2 separate regions of the Sus scrofa genome follow, and region 2 is linked to region 1. A link is a contact called in public HiChIP or PLAC-seq data. All regions are on one chromosome and are shown on one strand. The core of a region is the stretch at or near the end of the contact, and the rest is flanking DNA. Distances in the headings are between cores, read along the strand shown. Region 1 overlaps PLD1 (phospholipase D1). Region 2 overlaps PLD1 (phospholipase D1).

Region 1 (3,904 bases), core at 588-3,087:
CAGCCCAAGCACATCCCCCCACCCCCCAAAAGCAACACCAGATCCTTAACCCACTGAGCGAGGCCAGGGATTGAACCCCCAACCCCATGGTTCCTAGTCAGATTCATTTCCACTGTGCCACAACGGGAACTCCTTAATTAATTCCTTTTGAGGGTGATTCTTTATTCATTGTTGATCTAACCCACCAAATTAAACTTCACCCAGAGAGGCTCCTTGTCTTTTGTATTCATTTCTGTTCCCTAGAGTTCAGCACAGTTCTTGGGCCAAGGGAGGGAAGAGAGAAGAAAGGAAGGGAGTGAGGAAGGAAGGAAGGAAGGAAGGAAGGAAGGAAGGAAAGGAGATCAAGTCTTGGTTAAGAGCACAGGTTTGGGAGCCAGGTGGTCCTGGTTGGAGTCCCCAGTCTACAGTTTACCAGCTGTATGACCTTGAGTGGGTTACTTTACCTCCCTGTGCCTTAGTTCCCTTTTCTATAAAAAGAAAATAATAATAGTTGCTTCTCCATAAAGTTGTTGAGGATTTACTGAGATCGCTTGGAAAGGGCTTGAACACTGGCTGAAACGTGCTTTGAGTACTAATCCTGTTCTCCAAGCTCCTCACTCTCTTAGACCAAATGACAAGGACTCTCTTAGAACAAAATGCAGGTCTTTCTCTAACAGTTAAAACTTTCAAGAATCACAGCAACTTAGTGTTTTATTTTTTTTGCAACTTAGGTCATTTTGGTATAGACATGCAGACACACACTTAGTCTTAATTTTGAAATCTTTGATTTCCTGAGAAAACAGAAAAGGACTTGGTGCTGTGGCTGAGTGCCTGAGTTACTGTAACCATTAGAAACAGTACCTGCAACAAACTGCTTTGTCTCAGTTACTCATTTTGGAGGACACTTGTGTTTCAGGGTTGTCCTAGGCTATCTTTCTGGACCCAGTGAAGACCTTCAGGATCCAGTGAGTGACAAATTCTTCAAGGAGGTATGGGTTTCAACAGCGGCTCGAAATGCTACAATTTATGATAAGGTGAGGTTCACATACCCCCCCCCTTAATTGAATTATATCACAAGGCATATCATTACTATTGGTATAGAGAATTCTTAATGAGTGTAAAAAACCAATACACCTCCAAGTTTGGTCGAATAAAATATTTCTGTGTAAACATTAAAATGACAGAGTCAGGAGTTCCCTGATGGTGCAGTAGGTTAAGGATCTGGCATTGGCACTGCCATGGCGCAGTTTCAATCCCTGGCCCGGGAACTTCCACATGCCGTGAGTGTGGCCAAAACAAAATTAAAAAAAAAAATTAAAGTGTTTAAATAAAAATAAAAAAATGAGTCAAAAAGTACTTATGGATTATGGTTTTAGAAGAGACTTCAGTGGCATTCTGGTCTCAGATTCCAGAATCCCATCTTGAGCATCCTTAGTAGGTGGTTATCCAGCCAGCTTTTGTACTCATTTAGTGACACTGAGGCAGATGGGATCAAAAAACGAATCAGACCTGGGTTCAGCCCAGCTCACTCAGTTGCTGGTGATAGAATTTGTATATGGTAACTTGACATTCCAAGCCTTCCATTCTTTCCCCTCCTATAACTTGGGAGAGGTATTCACTAGATAATGAGGATTAAAAAAAAAAAAAAAAGTTTGTTAAATGTATTTAGTACATAGTAAGTGGTATCCATCCTAATGATGAAGCTTATTAATAATGAGAAAATTTCTTTGTTAGACAGCTCTAATTTTGGAAAGGCATTGTAAAACCAGCTTCATTTGTTAGGGAGGCCAAATGCATCTTCTGGTAAGTTCTGTACGGTGATGATAAACAGTGTGCAAGAATTGAGTCATCCAGTACTGGAACAAGTTACATCATGAACTAGCTAACTTTCCATCATACATGTATTCAAGCTGAGATCCGTTGACCATCATTCAGAAATTGCGTAAGAGTGTGTTCTTCTGGAGTTCCCATCGTGGCTCAGTGGTTAACAAATCCAACTAGGAACCGAGAGGTTGCAGGTTTGGTCCCTGGCCTCGCTCAGTGGGTTAAAGATCGGTGTTGCCATGAGCTGTGGTGTATGTCGCAGACGCAGCTCGGATCCTACGTTGCTGTGGCTGTGGTGTAGGCTGGCGGCTGCAGCTCCATTTAGACCCCTGGTCTGGGAGCCTCCATATGCCGTGGGAGTGGCCCTAGAAAAGGCAAAAAGACAAAAAAAAAAAAAAAGAGTGCATTCTTCTGACTGGCAGAGTCACTTCAGTACAGAAAAATTCATCATTTCTAATGAAACGTGACAAATCTCATAGCCTTATTTCCTACTGAGGACTCAAGGCCATGATTAACTAGGTCGTGTGCATGGAGTCTTTTAAAATGTGATTTTTAAAATGAAGGGCACAGCCTTATTTGGATGATGTATGGGGGGATGATAGCTATAGAAGACATTTGGGGAATAATTGGATAAATCTGAATATGAACCATATTTTAAATGACATGGAATTGATTTTCTGAGGTGTGAGAGTGGTATTGTGGTTATTTAGGTACATGTCCTCATTCTTAAGAAATACATGCTGAATTGGAAGTTCCCACTGTGGCTCAGTGGTAATGAACCAGACTAGTATGCATGAGGAAGCAGGTTTGATCCCTGGCCTCACTCAGTGGGTTAAGGATCCCACATTGTCGTGAGCCATGGTATAGGTTATAGTCACGGCTCGGATTCAGCATTGCTGTGGCTGTGGTGTACGCTGGCAGCTGCAGCTTCAATTTGACCCCTAGCCTGGGAACTTCCATATGCCACGTGTGTGGCCCTAAAGAGGAAAAAAAAAAAATGCTGAAGTTTTCAGGTGTGAAGTGTTACGATGTGTGAAACATTTTCAGTTAGCAAAATACATGTACAATTGACAATTTTAAGTAAAAGTACAAATATGAACATTTTCCAAAATCAAAAGTTAGAGAATATGTACTATACATATTTCCTTCTGGATCAGAACCTCCAGTGAAATTCTGGAGGTGATCATTACTCCCAAAATTAACCTTAAAGTGAAGTATCACACATGAAATTCCTCTCCTCTAGCTTGACTTTATCCCACAGTCAACCCCTTATGTAGATCAGGTATAGGATTTATCTATGTTTTTTTGTTTTGTTTTATTTTTGATGGAAGCAAATCTAGCAGCCTCTTTGTAGCAAATAAAGAAGCAACCCTTCAATCAGGTCTGTGCTATAACATAAAACAAACATGTTTCATAAACAAAAGTTTTGTCTGTTGGAATGAGTGTTTTTCATAAAGAGGACATACTTTCTTTTAAACTTATTATTTGGTTTCCCATTTGCATTTTAATCAGGTGTTCCGGTGCCTTCCCAATGATGAAGTGCACAATTTAATTCAGCTGAGAGACTTTATCAGCAAACCCATATTAGCAAAGGAAGATCCCATTAGAGCTGAGGAGGAACTGAAAAAGATCCGTGGGTTCTTGGTGCAATTCCCCTTTTATTTCTTGTCTGAAGAAAACCTACTGCCTTCTGTTGGAAGCAAAGAAGCCATGGTGCCCACAGAGGTTTGGACTTAAGAGTCATAGGTGTTTGCAGCTCAAAGACTTCCACCCTGAAGAGTACATAGCATACTGTGACTTTCTGGAGACACAACAGCCAAAGCCAGACCAAGTGCACTCTTGTATCCAACCTTGGATCCTTTGGATTGCTGGGAAGGGCTGTAAGGACAAGAAATATCAGCAGGGCTTTATAATTCCTCTAGCCTATCCTTGTGAAAGGAGACTACATTCTTAAGTAGCATATACCCCACAGCTTAAACACATACTTAAATTCCATGACGTCTACCAAAGTGCGTGTTCTTCACTAACAAGAATTTACCTGTAACTGTGATCTACATTGCCAAAAGTCATCTCAACCTCCTTATTTTTCCCTGATCCTTAC
Region 2 (3,904 bases), core at 862-3,361, 160 kb before region 1:
TTCAGCATCTAGAGAGCGATGTTACCTTTGTTCATTTGTCACGAAAGCAACCCAGCGTGAAATTGTTCCACAAGAGTAGTTCGATTTGATGGTGTTTTCAAGTTTGCAACACTTTATGAAGTAGATCGGCTTTTATGTTATTTTAAATATGCTTTAGTTCAAGGTAGGCACTAGTGTCTTAAAGTATATTAAGATGCTTCTATTATTGCCATTTTCATCTCTTTTTTTCTCCCCCAAAGGGAAATACAGTGTTTCAGAGAGGGTCTGTTCTCTTATGTTCTCTTCTGTTGGAAAATATAAAATTGAGGGAGAAAGGAGACAGAAGTAGGTACTTAAAAATTTTTGAGGTGATTTGCTAAACTTTAAAGATCCCAGTCCCATCTCTGCCGAGACTGCAGTTGTAAAGTTATGGCTCCACGCCGTCTCAGAATTGCAAAATCGATTGTACTTTATCCCCCCAAGACACAGCTGTACAGCTGTATTATTGCCCGGGCCTCTGCAGATATTTCCTTCAGCAGAAGTCGTCAAAAAAGCAGAGATTGCTATGACTTGCTTAATATATGCCATTATTGCAAATAATATGCTATCATTAATTATTGTATGCTATTAACTTAAATTTAAAGGAAGGCTTTTGTCAATCTGATTGTCGATCTACTTGATGATTTTAAAGGACAATGTTAAGATATTTTACGTGTTGATTTACTTGCTTGTGCTGAGTTGGCAGGGATAAAAGTCTTAAAAACTCACAAAGCTCATTTATGTCTGGTGGGTCTCAGTTTCTGTGTTCCCAAGTGCTTCACAGCCTTTCTTCTACAGATGATAACAAAACAAAATAGCACTGATTAGAAACAGAAATAAACAATGTGGCAGAGGACAAAATAAGAAGGGAAATTCCCTAAAAGCCAGATTTTAGGGTTTTCCCAGAGAATATTCATTACAATAAGTTTCCTCCAAATATGAGGGGGGAAAGACTGTGCAATAGAATGCTGAAAATCTGTAATTTGGAATGGAAGCAAATCTTATTCCTGATTCTAGGCTTGGCACACACATTGCAACTCCTGTTCTCATCTTGCCAGACTGGTTTAGTTTTGCTATATCTCTGCCTTTTGGCTAAAATCAAACAGGGACAGGCATTTTTCCCATTCCCTATCATCTAATTTTAAGTTAAGCTTTGAGCCAATTAATTTTTTTTTTTTTAGGGGCGCACCCCACAGCCTGTGGAGGTTCCCAGGCTAGGGGTCAAATTGGAGCTATAGCTGCCAGCCTATGCTACAGTCACAGCAACACCAGATCCGAGCAGTGTCTGCAACCTACACCACAGCTCATGGCAATGCCAGATCCTTAACCCACTGAGCAAGGCTGGGGATTGAACCTTTATCCTCATGGATGTTAGTCAGATTCATTAACCACTGAGCCACAGTGGGAGCTTGAGAGTCAATTAATTTTTACCCAGCATGCTTTCTTGCTAAGACTCAAGATACTCTGGATTTCTTCTAAATCTCAGATGGCTATGAACATAGTTGATGATCCAGAAGCATGTGATCCTTATTTTCTTTTAAAATGAATCTGAGCTTCGAAGTGGGAGGCAAATCCTTAGGTAAATTATTTCAACATGAATTGGCCCACTCCAAACTCATGAAACATCGGGAAGGTTGAATGTCAGTAGAAGATAAGAACTTGGAGGAAAGAAATCAATAACTAAGAGTCATTGTGCTGTTAGGAGTGGGTTTTCTAAAGACTGATAAACCTTGATAAATACTCGTCTGTTGGCCAGTTCCATTCACACCCCAGAAAGCTGTCATCCCTGCCTTCAGTCTTTGTTTTTGAGGTGCATGTTTTGGGAGCTGTTGGCTTTCAACCTGCAGTTTCTGGTTTTGTCAGATTTGTGTACCCCCCACCTCCCACCTTTACTGGTTCTTGCTCTTAACCTTGCTCATTGAAGATGCTGATATGCCTTGGTCTTGTGCTTACGTATCAGAGAGTGGGCCAGAAAGCAAGGGAGATTGTGATGCCACCCGCTCCGGAAATTCACTATTTTAGTAATGACAGTAAGTGCTAACTTCCCAGAGGGACCACAGAGGCTGAGGTCAGATTCTGCTCCCAGGGCTGTCTGACCATGTACTTCCCCAGGTTCCTCTTTCCTTCTGAAAAACCCAGTTTAAGTTTGACCCTCTGGCATTGCTGGGGGTGATGGGATTCATTCTCCTGGCAGAAGTAGTAGAGGCAGTGGTCAGAGTAATAATATCAACTCACACTCAAAAGGCATTTCCTAAGGGCAGTCCCTGTTGTCAGCCTCTTATTTAATCCTCACATCAACCTTAAGAGGTCAATGGTCTTTATTAGCCCCATTTTACATTTGATAAAACTGTCCCAGGAAGGTTACATAGTTCATCCTAAATCATAGCAACTAGTCAGCAGTCATGGTATTGTGCCTCAGAGGGGTGCTCTGGTGGGAAAAAATGGTACGGGAAGTTGATGTCTTTGGGCAATATAATCCAATCTTTATTATTGATGAGAAGCAACCATGTGAATACTGACATCTGTGCTGCTCTTCTTGCTCAAAGATGCTTCTCTTGACCCACGGTCGGCCCATGAGGCATGTCCTTTGTGTTCTTTTTCCACTGGATGGAAGGTGAGCTTGTGCTCTGCTTTCTCACATGTTCTGCTGGTGACCAGTGACAAGAACCAGTGGCCAGTGGCAGGATATAGAGCTTGCTCATGGTCAGCAAACGAGACCAATGGTGAGCAATCCACATGGAGAATAAGCCCATAGCTTTGAAAACTGTCTTTTAACTACATAAGCTGATCTTGGAACTTTTGAGACTTCTTCAGGCCAAAATAATAAAACCATTAAGGGTAGGAACTTGGATCTTTTGATTGTTTAGCTTTAATTTGCCCTGTATGAGTGTCCTCCTTATTCCTGCCCAGTATGATTTCCTGCTGATAATCAAAGGTCTTGTTATTTTGTCCATGTTTGAAGGCTTTCTGAGACTTAAAGGAAAGCCAAGAATATGAGATATGTATTTCCTTTAAAAACATAAGTGTGTATTTGAAAATGCTGGGCAAATAACTTACTCTAGATTTGCCCAAAACTTAAACATGTGGCAAATATATAAAAATACAGTCATAGGTTAAGGAGTTAAATTTTTAATTTGAAAAAGAAAGAAAAGACATCAATAAGAATCCTGGCCTTTGTATGGGGTAGCACTTTCTCTTCCTAAAACCAATTGAGGAAATTATAAAAGGAAGAGGGCAACAGATTGCAGTTTTCCAGTTAGGTAGGAGTATAAAAAATTTGACCACAAAAGTAGAAATTAAAGTATTATTTATTATCATAAAAAGTTGGAATTAATCAAAACATACAGTGATAGAAGAAAACTGCATGCTGGACCATTATGCAACTATTACAATTTTAATTATGAAAAATTAAGAGTAGGAAGAAATAGTGATGGTAGATCTTTCAGTTAAAACAGTGGATTTCCGACTTCCAGTTGTGCCTGAGCAGTTGACGAACCCGACTAGTATCCATGAGGACTCGGGTTTAATCCCTGGCCTTGCTCAGTGGGTTAAGGATCCTGCATTGCCTTGAGCTGTGGTTTAGGTTGCAGACACAGCTCGGATCCTGCATTGCTGTGACTCTGGTGTAGGCTGGTGGCTACTGCTCCGATTGGACCCCTAGCCTGGGAACCTCCATATGCTGTGGGTGTGGCCCTAAAAAGACAAAAAGACCAAAAACAAACAAACAAAATTCCTGTCTTGGAGTTCCTGTTATTGCTCAGTGGTAATGAATCTGACTAGTATCCATGAGGATGAGGGTTCAATCCCTGGCCTCAATTAGTGGGTTAAGGATCCAGCGTTGCTGTGGCTGTGGTGTAGGCCAGCAGCTGCAGATCCAATTCACCCA

Evidence for each region. HiChIP or PLAC-seq counts read pairs in DNA pulled down with a chosen protein or histone mark.
Region 2: a contact with region 1 is called in an H3K27ac HiChIP or PLAC-seq map of alveolar macrophages. The contact joins two enhancer-like sites. A contact is called at or near these places in 2 of 47 Hi-C or Micro-C datasets (both in embryonic fibroblasts) and 1 of 2 datasets of contacts at active chromatin or transcription factors (alveolar macrophages).

The regions. Positions count from the first base shown.
Region 1 is chr13:110,157,019-110,160,922 of Sscrofa11.1, reverse strand. PLD1 (phospholipase D1) reads left to right here. Exons shown (of 27, transcript NM_001244589.1): 26 at 896-1,013; 27 at 3,316-3,540. The coding sequence ends at 3,540. Among named protein-coding and RNA genes, the nearest start is that of TNIK, 110 kb to the right of the region's middle. Within about 2 kb of position 1,837, at least 2 of the 83 cell types and tissues checked have an H3K27ac peak or open chromatin away from gene starts, as enhancers often do. A contact at or near this core is called in alveolar macrophages, where this site is marked.
Region 2 is chr13:110,321,873-110,325,776 of Sscrofa11.1, reverse strand. All of the region lies in intron 1 of PLD1 (phospholipase D1), which reads left to right. Among named protein-coding and RNA genes, the nearest start is that of PLD1, 52 kb to the left of the region's middle. Within about 2 kb of position 2,111, at least 6 of the 83 cell types and tissues checked have an H3K27ac peak or open chromatin away from gene starts, as enhancers often do. A contact at or near this core is called in alveolar macrophages, where this site is marked.